Regions from separate parts of the Mus musculus genome. Here region 2 is linked to region 1. Evidence: chromatin contacts called from public Hi-C data. All regions are on one chromosome and are shown on one strand. The core of a region is the stretch at or near the end of the contact, and the rest is flanking DNA. Distances in the headings are between cores, read along the strand shown.

What was found. A called contact is a pair of places that touch in the nucleus more often than the background predicts.
Region 2: a contact with region 1 is called in a Hi-C map of liver, with 3 times the contacts expected there. The contact joins two enhancer-like sites. A contact is called at or near these places in 2 of 39 promoter capture datasets (hippocampal neurons and liver), 14 of 484 Hi-C or Micro-C datasets (the C2C12 cell line, the G1E-ER4 cell line, the N1E-115 cell line and 5 more), 4 of 115 datasets of contacts at active chromatin or transcription factors (bone marrow-derived dendritic cells, bone marrow-derived macrophages, embryonic basal ganglia and 1 more) and 2 of 9 other capture datasets (adipose tissue and embryonic stem cells).

Annotation. Positions count from the first base shown.
Region 1 is chr19:58,914,830-58,921,421 of GRCm38.p6, forward strand. It overlaps a transcript of Hspa12a not described here. Among named protein-coding and RNA genes, the nearest start is that of Mir3086, 6.4 kb to the left of the region's middle. Within about 2 kb of position 3,967, at least 15 of the 459 cell types and tissues checked have an H3K27ac peak or open chromatin away from gene starts, as enhancers often do. A contact at or near this core is called in bone marrow-derived macrophages and liver, where this site is marked.
Region 2 is chr19:59,022,135-59,028,636 of GRCm38.p6, forward strand. Shtn1 (shootin 1) reads right to left here. Exons shown (of 17, transcript NM_001114312.1): 8 at 6,021-6,115; 9 at 42-188. Among named protein-coding and RNA genes, the nearest start is that of Shtn1, 51 kb to the right of the region's middle. Within about 2 kb of position 2,532, at least 12 of the 459 cell types and tissues checked have an H3K27ac peak or open chromatin away from gene starts, as enhancers often do. A contact at or near this core is called in bone marrow-derived macrophages and liver, where this site is marked.

The DNA of each region.
Region 1 (6,592 bases), core at 2,717-5,216:
TGCCCCAGCTCCAGCTCCAACCCAGCCCCTGCTCCTGCCCCAACCCCTGCCCCGGCTCCAGCTCCAACCCAGCCCCTGCTCCTGCCCCTGCCCCAGCCCCAGCCCCAGCCCCAGCCTGAGCCCCAGTGCATCCATTTTACCCCCAACAACTGTCAGAAATCAAAGGGCATCCTGGATGTTAAAGCTCAAGGAAAGGTTGGAGAGTGAACCCCAAGCATCTGAACATCCCCTCAAAAAATCAACAGAGGCTGCTTGACCCAGGATAGCATGAGCTCTGAAGGACACGACCACCACAGAAATGAACTGCACCGAGGAAAAGTGCATTTCTCCCAGAGGAATCTAGTCTGCATTAAGCGTGAAAAGTTTTATGGAGAACTTCATGGGGTTGTGATCAAGTATAGAACTATTCGCCGTAGGCGGGCTGGAGACGGCAGCTCGGGAGAAGAAGGGCATCTCCCTGGCACACAGGAAGCCCTGGGCTCAGCCCCGGGAGCCCAGCATCACACAAAGCAAAGCAAGCAAGCAAAAAGCAATGAGACTTCATTGAAAAGCAAAACGGGGGAAAGTAAAGGTGAATACAGAAACTTAGAAAAGACCAAATATGGTGTCACCACTTCCACTGTGGCAAGAGAATCTGCTGGTCTTGACCATAACTGTGGTTATGTAAAGGTCTCTCTGGGGTTAAAGAACAATGATGTTTGTGATTTTCTGTATTACAAAGGGTGCGGCCTCTGGTTGTTCTACCCCAGTAACCTGTACAAATATCTCAAAATGAAAAGGCACCTTTATAATAATAATATATACACATATATATGTGTGTATGTGTATATTTATGTATACATACATACATGCATGCATAATGTTTATATATACCCATCAGGTGTGGTGGTACAGGACTATGATCCTGCCATTCAGGCATTTGAGTTGGGAGGACCAAGAGATGGAAGCCAGCCTGGGCTGCATAGTAAGATGTTGCCTCAAAAGAAAATTAGCTCTCACCTTTCTGTTCAAAGGAGGCTACAGCTCAACTTTTTTGGCCATCTCAAAACTAAGTTTAACTGACACCAGACTCCCTTACCAGAGAACCCCAAACTGCTCAGAGCTGTTGCCCTGAAGTGCACAGAGGCAAGGCCAATGGTCATACCTGCTCTGGCCCCAAGACTGGCCCAGTGTGTCTCTAGGATGTACATGGTGTGTCACTGTGGGCGGGGACTTTAAGACCCTTGTCCTAGCTTCCTGAAAGCCAGTCTCCTCCTAGAGGCCTTCAGATGAAGAGGCAGAACTCTCAGCTCCTCCTGTACCATGCCTGCCTGGACACTGCCATGCTCCTGCCAGCTCCAGTTAAATGCTGTCCTTATAAGAGTTGCTGTGGTCATGGTGTCTGCTCTCAGCAATAAAACCCTAACCAAGACAATAACTTTACCCACTGAGTCTTCTTGCCAGCCCCCGAAACAGTGCTTTTAATGGGATTGCCAGGATCACCCAAGAGACAGGACACTAGTGAGAGAACTTTCTGGAACTACTGTAGAGATCTTATTGGCTGCAGCCTACAGATGCCAGTCCTGTGGCATCAACAGTGGCCCTGTGCAATGCCTACCTAGTTAAGAAGCACAAGAGAAAAGACTGTCATAACAGAACATGTGATGAACACTTTTTAGGGGTTTGTAGGACTAGGAAGGACAGAAACAGGCATGCTCATGCATCACCCTGAGGGTGAACCCAATTAGGCAATATCTGTCCACATGTAAAATCGACCAATCCATGTATCCCACATCTAGGAAGCTGGTTTACAAAACTACTTGGACATGCATATTTAAGAGCACTCGTTTCTGTCGCAGACCTTGGAGAAAACAGTTGGGCACAATCTCCATTTCTATGAGATGAGAAGTTAAAGGTTCACATGTTATGTTGTGCCCACAGATGCACGCTCGTGGCATGAACGCAGAATCTCTAGGTGGGGGGTTCCATGACATGCTGCTGTGCACAAATGTCAGCGGGACACAGTATGTACAAAGACTGCACACTCAAGGTGGGGCAGCACGGTCAGCAGAAAGAACACAAGCAGGTGGCTAAGCACTTCCTCGAAGAGAGTATTCAACGCTCATCTCTGCATGCACCAACCCACTCCCGCAGAACCTGGGGAGCATGGGGGCACGGGGAGAGAATGAGAGCTGGCTTGAAGAGAGAACTCCTGTGAAAGAGGAGGACCCCACAGCCTGGATCCAGGTTCTACGATCTGTGTTGGTATCTAACACCCACGGCTTCTGCTGGGCGAAGTCAGAACATTCTTATAAAGCACAGACACGATCCCCAATCGTTTAGATCACACCTGCCTTCAATACAAGAGTCCAGGGACACCACCAGCACCTGGGGGTTCTGTGCCGGGTCTGTTCTTTTGTCTCCTGGTAGGTAGAACCCTTCTTGGATGATATGGTCGAGTCTTGAAAATGATAGGAGTGTCACTACGTTTCCAGAAACTAGATGTTTGAGAATGAGGTGTGTCTTTGAGTAGGATACAGGCTCTGGGGAGGATCAAGCACCAAGCCTCCCCCTGTTTGCTTGCTATCACGCGCCATTCCTGAACGGTTTCACACAAACAGGCCATTTGTAACGCCCTCCTAATCTGGACACTTCTGCTACTACTGAAACATTCACCTACCCCCCACTCTTTCCAAAATGACACAAGCAACCCACCAGAAAGTCCCCCAGACAAAGATCCAAACCAGTAAGCCCATGGAGCAAACGGTCTGGTCTCTCCATCATCCCCCGGCCGTGACCTGCGTGACAGCTCTTGTGCTCTTGCTTGGCCTGGGCATTTCCTGAATCCACGGGAACGATAAGAATGCCTACATTGTAGCCTTTAGTTACCATCCTGCCCATTAGTTCTGCTCCCACAGAAAGTGGAGTGGATGGGCTTTCCTTCCAAACCACTGACCATTTTTATTTTCCTCTCTCTGCCTGCCATCTCCAGAACTGTTTTCCTGAAGTTCTGGGTATATTCTTGCCTTGTAAGCTAGTTAGACTGCTGCAGGTGCTAATCTCGGCAAACAACTTGATGGGCTGAGTTCTGCCAGGCATTCCTCTGGTAAGGAGAATTTTGGCTGGTGTGCTGCTGATAACCTACTTGCTTAGCAACCATGAGGACCCGAGTTTATCCCTGGTACCCATATAAAAACTGAATGCAATAGGGAGTGCCTGCAATCACAGCACTAGGGAGATTGAGCTAGAAGGGTCCCTAGGGCTTTCTGGCTGGCCAGCTTATTAGCCATCCTCTGCATGGACATACACACATGCATGCACTCCCACACACAAGTGCACACATGCACACACGTAAACACACATACACATAAAATTAAAGCCATTTTTTTTTTTTTAAGTGTAACCAGGCTTCCCTGGTGCCCTGTGATGTAAGAGGTTGGATCTTTAAAAAGCAAAACTTGGGGCAAATCATCTGTTCCCTGTTTCCAGGTGGAGCTAGAGAGCTTCATCCCACTTGGGCTTTGGTCTCTCTGGCTCCCTGGGGTTCAGCAACTCCAACTCTCTCCCCACAATCCTCAACTCTATTCCCCTCCCCCTCCCTCAAGCTACAGCAAGACATCCCTCTCCCCCTCCCCAACTAGGAGAGGCATCAGGCACAGCTGTGGGAAAAAACCATTGTGTGTTCCTATGCAACAAAATTAAGTGTGTGTGCATGCGCGTGTGTGTGTGTGTGTGTGTGTGTGTGTGTGTGTGTGTGTGTGTGTGTGTGTGTGTAGGTGTTCTGTGTTTTTAACAAACTCCCCTCCCTGGTTGTTATAAGATTAAAACAATTTTCTCCCTCAGTAAATGCTCCCTTCAAAGCCACTGGAAGTGCATAATTTGCCTGCCCATTTTCACCTCTTATTTTCTTGGGGCGACCGAGAGTCCTATTTCCTCCACAGAGGCTGGCGTGGAACAACTGTCCAGCAGGCGGAAGTAGCGTCTCCATGACAGCTCTGATCAAGGTTTCGTTTTTTTTTACCCCTAACTTCAGCAAAGATCGGCAAGCACTGTCAGCCTTCAGCACAGTCTGCTTTGCGGTAAATCCCTCTCTTATCCCTGGTAAACTTAGTAGGCTTTCCACTAAAGTCTCGGGGAATCTTCGGAGAGTTCTGTGCCTATGTTAACACTACGGTTGAGGTGGATTTCCCTCCTTTAATCCCTGGATGGTTTCAGCTGCCGGGAAACCTAAACCTTTAACTGTGTGGCCCATTTTCTTCTCGTCTCCAGGGATGAGAACACAGAAGGTGTTTTCACAGAAAAATGGACATAAAGGATGTGAAACAAAAAAGCTGGCCTGTGGCAGATGTGGGGTTGGGGAGATAGCAACTCGTGATTGTCCTTGAAATCAAATAATAATAATAACAATAATAAAGTAAAAAAAAAAAAGGCAAATTCACCTGTCAGTGATCGGCAGTGCCAGTCTGCCACCAGGCTGCCGAGAGAGCACTCCTGCTGACAGCCAGCAGCCCCATTGACGTGAGTGTTTACATAATTACACAGGCAAACAGTGCAGTCTTTCCGATTTAATGTGTGTTTTAACAAGCCCTTCAACCACAGTGTGGGCTTCTGTAATCAAATCAAGCCTTTTCAATTAAAACACAATTAGAAAAGGTGTCATGGTGTTACTGCTACACACTTTGTAGTGCGTAGGGGTTTAAGAATTGCTGGACTGGAAATCTGCACTCACCCTGGTCGCCTAAGTGTGAACACCTCATGGGAACCCCAGGAGGTTATCTGGGCGTGCACGTTTGGCCTTAAATGATCTGTCATCCCTGTGATCCACTGGGGACTGAAGATGAAAACGAGAGGGTGATCCAGGGGATGTAGAGATACCTGTGGCTTTGACTTTGAACCCACGTGCCAGCAAATGTGGCAAGGACCAGAAGAGATAGGCACAAAGCTGCCAGAAATCTACCTTGCTGTGGTATTACAGCACAACGAATTTGGGGAATATTGAGTATTTTAGACAACAGTGAGCTCCCAGCATCATTTTAAAGATGTAAGACAAACACCATAGAAGATACTCAGTTTTCCAAAGGCCATAATGTTTACCTGTTTGTAAAACAAAGAAAAAATGATCCTGCCCCACAGACTCCCCCAGATGAAGGAGCCATAGAGCAGACATGCCAAGGAGCCATAGAGGGGAAGTGTGAAGAGCCTGTTTCAGACACAGGCGGGTCCCTCCCATCTTTACACTTCTGTCACTAATGTCAAAGGTGGCAGATTGGAGTGACACAGTGAGGCACCAGCTGCCAAAAAGATGTTTATCCCCAACCCCTGGGGGCCTGTTGATGTCACTGTATTCAGGAAAGGGTGTCTGTAGATGTAACCATGTTAAGAAACATGAGGTTAGGAGATCATCTTGGGATACCTGATCCTAAGTCCAGTAACAAGCGCCTTTGTCAAGGACATATGTAGCAATGGGTAAACACAGAGGGGAGTGTGTGAAGACAGATGCAGAGACTGAATGAGCCGGTAGAGATTCATAAACACCGTCTTTGAGCTTCCCGGTAGGCTCTTTTAACTACGGATTGTAGGGCTTGGGATGTGCCCAAGCAGACTCAGTGCCAGACCCTGGGAGGGCAGCTTGCAGGCTTCTTGCCCTGCTGAAAGCCCACCCTACCCAATACCATCTCTCGCTTTGGGAGGCAATCCACTCATCAGAAAACTCCTCGTTAGCCAAGTTGAGTGTCTTGTGTTACCTTGCCAAGAGCCAGGTTACTAGGTTTATAGAAGCAATAAAACTTGTGTTTTGTGGCACCTGGATCTGCTTTTTTTTGGCCTTGATTTACTCTACCTATATATTTGATTATCTACACAACACATTCTCAGTCCTTCATTCCAAGCCTGTCCGTAGATCATTCCCGTTTCCATATGAAGTGAGGAAGGTGGGCGTGGCCACCGCGTGCCTTGTACTTGAAGTGAGGATCCCAGAAGTGACTTTATCTTTCTAGAGAGTTTAGCTACAGGTTTGGAGGGATCCGTGATCACGGTGTAGCCTTTAACTTCTGTTCTGGGCTCTTTCCTAGATGTAAGCAAAAGAATGGCAGATCTCTGGACTTCACTGCTGGGGTGGACATCATTTACCCATCGTGACTCTCCTTCTGTGTCCAGATTTGTCACTGTCAACATTGCTCCCTGAAAAGCCAGACGATAAAATCCACCAAGCTACAACTCAACAGGCTTACCTTAAAACCCAGTAGATGCTTCCTCCACACAACTGACCAGGCAACTATTTTGGGGGGTGGGAGGGGGACACCAGCACAGACCACCATTATCTTAATGGCACTGCCCTGGCACACACATACCCTAGACCTTCTAGAAGACAGAAGCTCTTGGAGTCAGACATGCTCAGACTCAACACCAGGTCTTGCTCTTCCCACCTGAGTTTGATCAACTTTTTTGAAGTCTTAATTTCCCCACTTCTGAAAACGGCATTTTGAGAATAAGATGGTAGAACAGAAGAGTCCAGTGAAGCGAACTGATACCGAATAAGTATTGGGTTATGTTAGCATGGCTGCTGCTACTGCTGCTGGTAATGACTGATGATAATGATGATGATGGTGGTGAT
Region 2 (6,502 bases), core at 1,282-3,781, 110 kb after region 1:
ATGTGTGTGTGTGTCTACAGCTGCAGAATAAAAACAGTTACCTTTTTCTGATGCTGGATCCTCTCTTCTTCAAGCTGCTGGATAAGTTTTGCGTTTTCGTCTAAAGCTTTCAAAAGCTGCTGGTCAGGAAGGGAGCTCTGCAGCAGAAGGTGGCTTTGTCTCTTCAGTTTGTTTTGTTCAATGAACATCTGTGAAAGTCAATTACAAAAATGTATATACCAACCCCAACCATGCAGCTCCCCTGTGCAGATTGAATGGCAGTGGGTGGAGCTCTTGAGGACACTGAAGGAAATGCCTGAGGTAGGAGCTCCTGAGCAGCCACAATGCAGTCCCCAACTTCCCATGAACTTCAAGACCAAAGTCATTACCCCAAGCAAGGTGTGGATACAGCAATCCAGCTATACACCTTGATTTTAAATGCTCTCCTACTGGCTTAAAATACATCAATACTACAAGTGACATGTCTGTGCCCCCCACCCAGGGGGGGGGTTCTCTTTATGCTTTACTTTCGCCGACTTCTCTACTATGGCTAGGAAACCTTCACTAACCACTGTGCAACATGGCAGATGTCACCCTGTATCCAGTTAACACTGCTAATACATGGTAATAGATACATGACCATCACATTGTCCTGATAAGGAAGCCAAGGCTCAGCGAGAACAAGGATCCCCAAGGATGCTCAGGTATCAAGGACAGAGCTTAGGCTCATTTGCAAGCCAAGCCTCTTGACCACCCGACTCACCCCCTCTGCTCTTTATTAGACTGTTTTAGACTGGTTAGTTTCCCCCAGTGATGAAACAGTTCACAAGAGGCGTTCCAAGAAGAGGAGACAATATTAACATCTATTGAACATTTTATCGAGTTGCTTATGAACAGGACTTGCTAATTCTCTCACGCTGACAAAATTGACGGCAGCATTATTTTCTATTTGTCTGTTATTTATTTTCTCCATTGTCACACCAAGTGGGATGGTGGACAATTCAAAGCATGATCTATTTCACAGACTAGAAGTCTCAGACCAGCAAAGAGTTACACTGTCAGGATCTTACTGCATCTTATATTGACACTGTAGCTTAACTGTATGTAAGGTGTGCACAGTAAGATGGCTCAACATAGAGCACACATGCAACCTCATCTGCTGTATAACATGAATGTCAGCAAATGTAACTCAGGACCAAATAAAATTTCTACAAACCTCTGTGTGAAAAGACTAGAACTATAGTGATTTACACAGTCTGCAAGCTTAGTCCTGGTCAATCAAACTCACAACAAATTGTATAATACAAACACATTCATGTTTTCTTTCCAATGTCCCAGAAGGAGAAAAAAAATGGCTAGAAGGGGGTTAAGGTTGGTGGCCCCTCAGTCCAGCCAATCAGTGAGTTCCAGGTTCAATGAGAGACCCTGTCTCAAAAACCAAGGTGGAAACATACCCAGTGTTGACCTGTGGCCTCCAAACATGTATAAGCTGCACACAGATGTACCTCCGCCCCTGCACACACACAATGACTGACTGGGCTTTTATTCTTTTTCTGTGCAGAGAAGCCTAGGAAGCAGCTATAGTGCTGTGCAAAATTCAGATATGCACCAGCTCAGAACAGGTAGAACACACAGTTTTAAAAGATCTACTTTTATTATTTATGTGTGCAAGTGTGTCTCTGTGTGTGCATGTATATGTCTACAAGGGTATCTGCACAGGGTGAAAAGGGGGAACATAGTTCCTTGGGGTTAAAGTCACACCGATTGTTTTGAGACACCTGATGTGGGTTCTGGAAACTGAACTCAAGTCCTCTGGAAGAGTAGAAAGTGCTCTTAACTGCTGAGCCACCTCTCCAGCCTGGTGAAACACAATCTGCATAGTACATGGAATCCATACTCCTTCAGCATCACCTCCTCTTTGGAAGAGTTAAAGGCACAGAGACAGCCACATGGCCATTAGCCAAGGTATTCTGCACAGGAGACTCAGACTATAACCAACAGGGTAGTTAATTATTAAAGATTGACACAGTGTCTTGAATATTTGAGCAGGGTCTAGCTGAAATGAATTATTTTAGTTACATTATTACAATAATTTTGATATATTTTTCCCCTCTATTAAAATGTAACTAGCCAGGCTCCCTCACCGGCTTCGCGTTACCCCAGGAATCACACAAAGGGTGGCTGAAGCAAAGCTTCAGGTTCCTTTCTGCTGCACTTGCTCTGGCAAAGCAGCTACAGCACAGAGTCTGGAGATCAAGCGGGGACACCCACTCCCTGTCACTATGAGTTGCGCCGTGGCACTGCACCATTCTTACTCCGTGACGCTCCAGAATTTGCTTTTCTTGGGAAAGAGAAACATTCTGGAAAACTTGCTTAACACCACACGAGGATAAAGTACACTGACTATGGCATTTTGAACACAAACAAGTAAAACTACCTCTGAAAAATCCTCCTAGTGTGAATTTCTTCCTCAAAACCCCCGTAGCATGTCCCAACCAGCAGTAACCTACTTGGTAGAGTGCTTGCCTAACATACGCACAGTCCTGCCTGGATTCAATTCCTGGTATCACCAAAGCTGGGAACAATGGCACATGTCTGTAATCCCAATACTCGGAGAAAGAGACAGGTGAATCAGGAGGGTTTCAAGGTTATCTTCAGCTACCTATCAAGTCTGATGACAGCCTGGGCAACATGGGACTATCTCAAGAGAGAAAACAAAACCAAAAGCTACCTTCCCTAAATTTAAGTGCTAAAGTTCAAGCTAAGAGAGCCCTCCCCTAGAACGTTCATTCCATCACCAAACACCAATGAGTCTGGTTTTGCTGTGGCAAGAATGCCTCAATTAGAGTCAGAGAGCGGTCTTTTACCAGAAGAAGAACACCATAGGTCTCAGAATTTCTAAGAAACCGCACATGTCTTTTTGAAGGATAAGAGTGAGAACAACAACAACAACAAAAACCCTTATGCTTATACAGAATTCACAGCAATACTCCAACAATGTCCAAATTACTCAGGAAAGGAAACTGAATGGGAAAAAACAAAAACAAAAAACAAGAACAAAATCACATTGAAAAGTAAAAGAAAATTGCATTAAAACTTTAAAATGTGATTGGCAAAATGGCTCAGTGGATGAAAGTGCTGGCTGGCTGCATGAGCCTGAAGACCTGAGATCAAGCCCTAGAGCCCATGTGGGTGGAGGAAAAGGACACACACAACACACACAATCACATACACATACCATAGCGAGCACACAACACACAATCACATACACACACCATAGAGAGCACACACAACACAGTCACATATACATACCACACACACAATCACATGCACACACCATAGAGAGCGCACAACACACACAATTACATATACATACAATAGAAAACACACATAACACACAAATCACATATACACACAATAGAAAACACACACAACACACACAATCACATATACACACCATAAAGAATACCCATAGCACACAATCACAAACCATACAGAACACACAAAAGACCCCACATAATCACATGTACACACCACAAATAAGTAAATTTTTCTAAAAAATGTAATATGTAGATGGAAAATTTAAGAACACAGCTCTGGACACAACTGACTCCTCTTGTTAAGAAGGAACAGGCTTTGGTTTTATTTTAAATAAATGAATACAAAAAGAAGGAAGTTGTCAGTTTCTGTTTTACGTGTTTAGAGTGGCTGTGTGTTTTTTTAAATAAGCACATGAATTCCTGTTGCAATTAAATTCATAAAACAAGTAAACCTCGATGTATATTTCTAAAACTGTGGACAGTAAGCATCTCATCTTTAACATACAACTGTCTATGGTACCAGTCTGGTACTGGGCACAACATGCAACAGTAAGCCAGTCTCCTGTGAAACAAGTCTCATGCCCTTAGCGGTAGTCATGTGTCAAAGCCCGAGATTTTCTTCTCAGCAATGGTGGTTTAAATCTCAGGATGGAGTTTAAATCTGAATGTGGAGCACTGCTGCACACACCCATGCTGCCAGTCGCAGAGGCCTCCCAGGTCAGCTTCCCCTCCTCATGCTGGTTCAGCACGGTGCCTGCACTGTCCCCGCATCTCAAGGACTCTCGCCTGGACAGCTGACCCTGTGGAAATCCTTCACTTGCCTGTTTCCCTACTCCTCCTCCTGTCTTCTCTGGCACTGTGGAGCCTTCTAAGTTGTCCTCTGAGCTGCTTTGTACTTTGCGTTCTGATATCATTATGCAAACAACATGCAGGAAATGAAAACGGCTTGGTAAGACCCTGCTACTCAGGTCACTCTCAATCAACCTAAGGTCTCCTCGTCTTCCCTACCCGCCCTTTCCATAGTCAATTTACTGGCACCATTTATAATCACACAGATTTTGTTCCAGAGGGCTTGGACACATGTCAATTCTTTTTCCTTTCTTACAAGTCAACAGAGAGCGATATCCATCTATCTGCCTTCCCTCAAACTCTCTGAATAAAACTGATCACAATGATTTCAAATCAGAGAAGCCTAGATTAGACCTTCTGTGGAGGTCAATGTTAGCTTAGCTATGCTTAGGCACAAGAACACAAAACAAAACAAAAGATGTAATATAAATATAGTGTAATAAATATAATAACAAAACAGAAACACAATCCAACTTTCAAATGTCATTCTTGCAACATGCTGTCTTTGTCCTCCCCCTTGGAAACCTCTTCCTGGACCACTTTCAGCTCCTTAGCCGCCTCCCCTCAACACAAAATTCTTTACACTCAGGCTCAAAATTCCAATAGAGGCAGAGCTCTTGTTCAGCGAAGCTCGATGTTTGAGTTCGGCTACCTGGTGACAGGTCATTCCCCTGGAAACCAGCTCCAGAGCCATGGAATGCCCAATACTCGAATGTCAACAGGGTCAGGTGGAAACAGAGACGCTCAAAGCTTGCCTCTAGCCTGAGAGATAAATCATTGCACTGACGAGTGGCTGAGGTAATGGGTGTTCAACATGGCAACATTCCATTAGCGATGAAAGAATCAACTCACAGAATGAGAGCCCCGGACGATGGCCAGGAGAGAAAGGTAGATACTATGACACCATCATCTAAGATGACACGGTCACAAAGCCCAGATTCTCAAGGCTGTTAGGCATTCCGCACTCAAGCTGGCCAGTCACCACCACGTGTTATAGGTCTCTCCATGAAAAGCCTTTTTCTCGTGTAGCATTATATTGCCTACAAAGTACTCTTAAAAGTTACTCCATTTTGGCTTGGAAGGATAGCTCAATTTATAAAGCATTTGCTGTGCAAGTAAGAAGAATTAGGTTCAATTCCCCAGAACCCCTGCAAAAATTGGGAACACAGTGGCAAATGATTATAATCGCAGACAAGTGGATTCATTGGTCAGCTAGCCTACCATATGACCAATCCCTGTGTTAGTCAGAGACACTGTGGATAGTGACTGAGGAAGACCCCTGGCCTCTATGTGCATGCACATACACGCACACACACACGTACGTTCTACTGCACTCTAAAATCTCCCTGATTTCATTTGCAAGGGCCTCTATTTTACAGACAGTGGAAGTGAAGCTCTAAGAGGACGGAGATGGCTTGGAGGTTGTGTACAGTGACAGACTTAGCAAATCTCAACCCATGCCTTCTTCCCCATGAATGTCAGGAGACTTAAAGTCATGACGCAGCAGCTCCCACCTGGCCAGGATGCTTTGTTTAAAACCTCCAAGTTCTAGTCAAACATTTTCTAAAATCTTCAGTTGACACCTAACAGCTGTGAATATTTACGGGGTACACCAGGGAAATCTGATGTATGTGTATAAGCTGTGATACTTAGATATAAGTCCCCTCATTGCCATCTCCTAAAACATTTGTCATTGGTGGTGGAAGCCTCACATGGCTCTCTTGTAGGTCCCTACAAACTATGTAACTTCTGTAAATGAGTTGTAAATGAGTCAGCCTACCACGCTAGGAACACTATTGCCCTTCATATCATTCAGCTTTATTTTGCCCACGGGTGTTCTGCGAAGTTCCCTGTTCTCTGTAGCATACCCACCTCTTGTGCAAAAGACTCTGCTTTCTTGCGAAGGTCCTTCTCCAGTTCCAGGTTCACTTGCAGTTCCTCATACTCTTCAACAGCCAACATGGACACTTAAGCAGACAGAAAGGAGACAATGAGCTGTGCAGAATCACCAGCAGCATGTGTGGAAAGGATTCTGCGTAAGGCTGCCATCTGTTCCTGGCTGGTGTGGAGTGGTGAGCTTTATGAAGGGTAGCTTAGCAACATGAATGGAAAATGTAAAACCAGTCATACTCCTAGACTCAACCCCACACTTCCCGAAAAGAGAGAATCAGGAGAACATACAGATCTGTGGTTCCAAGCATGTTCTTTGTACCACTGGGGAAACACCAACAGATTTGTAAAACACAGCACAGGAAATACTCTGCCATCAAATCGTATTATGAGAGGAAATATAAAAATTGGTATGTTATGTTTTCAAATAAATGTACTGTAAAATCAGTACAAAATAAATACAT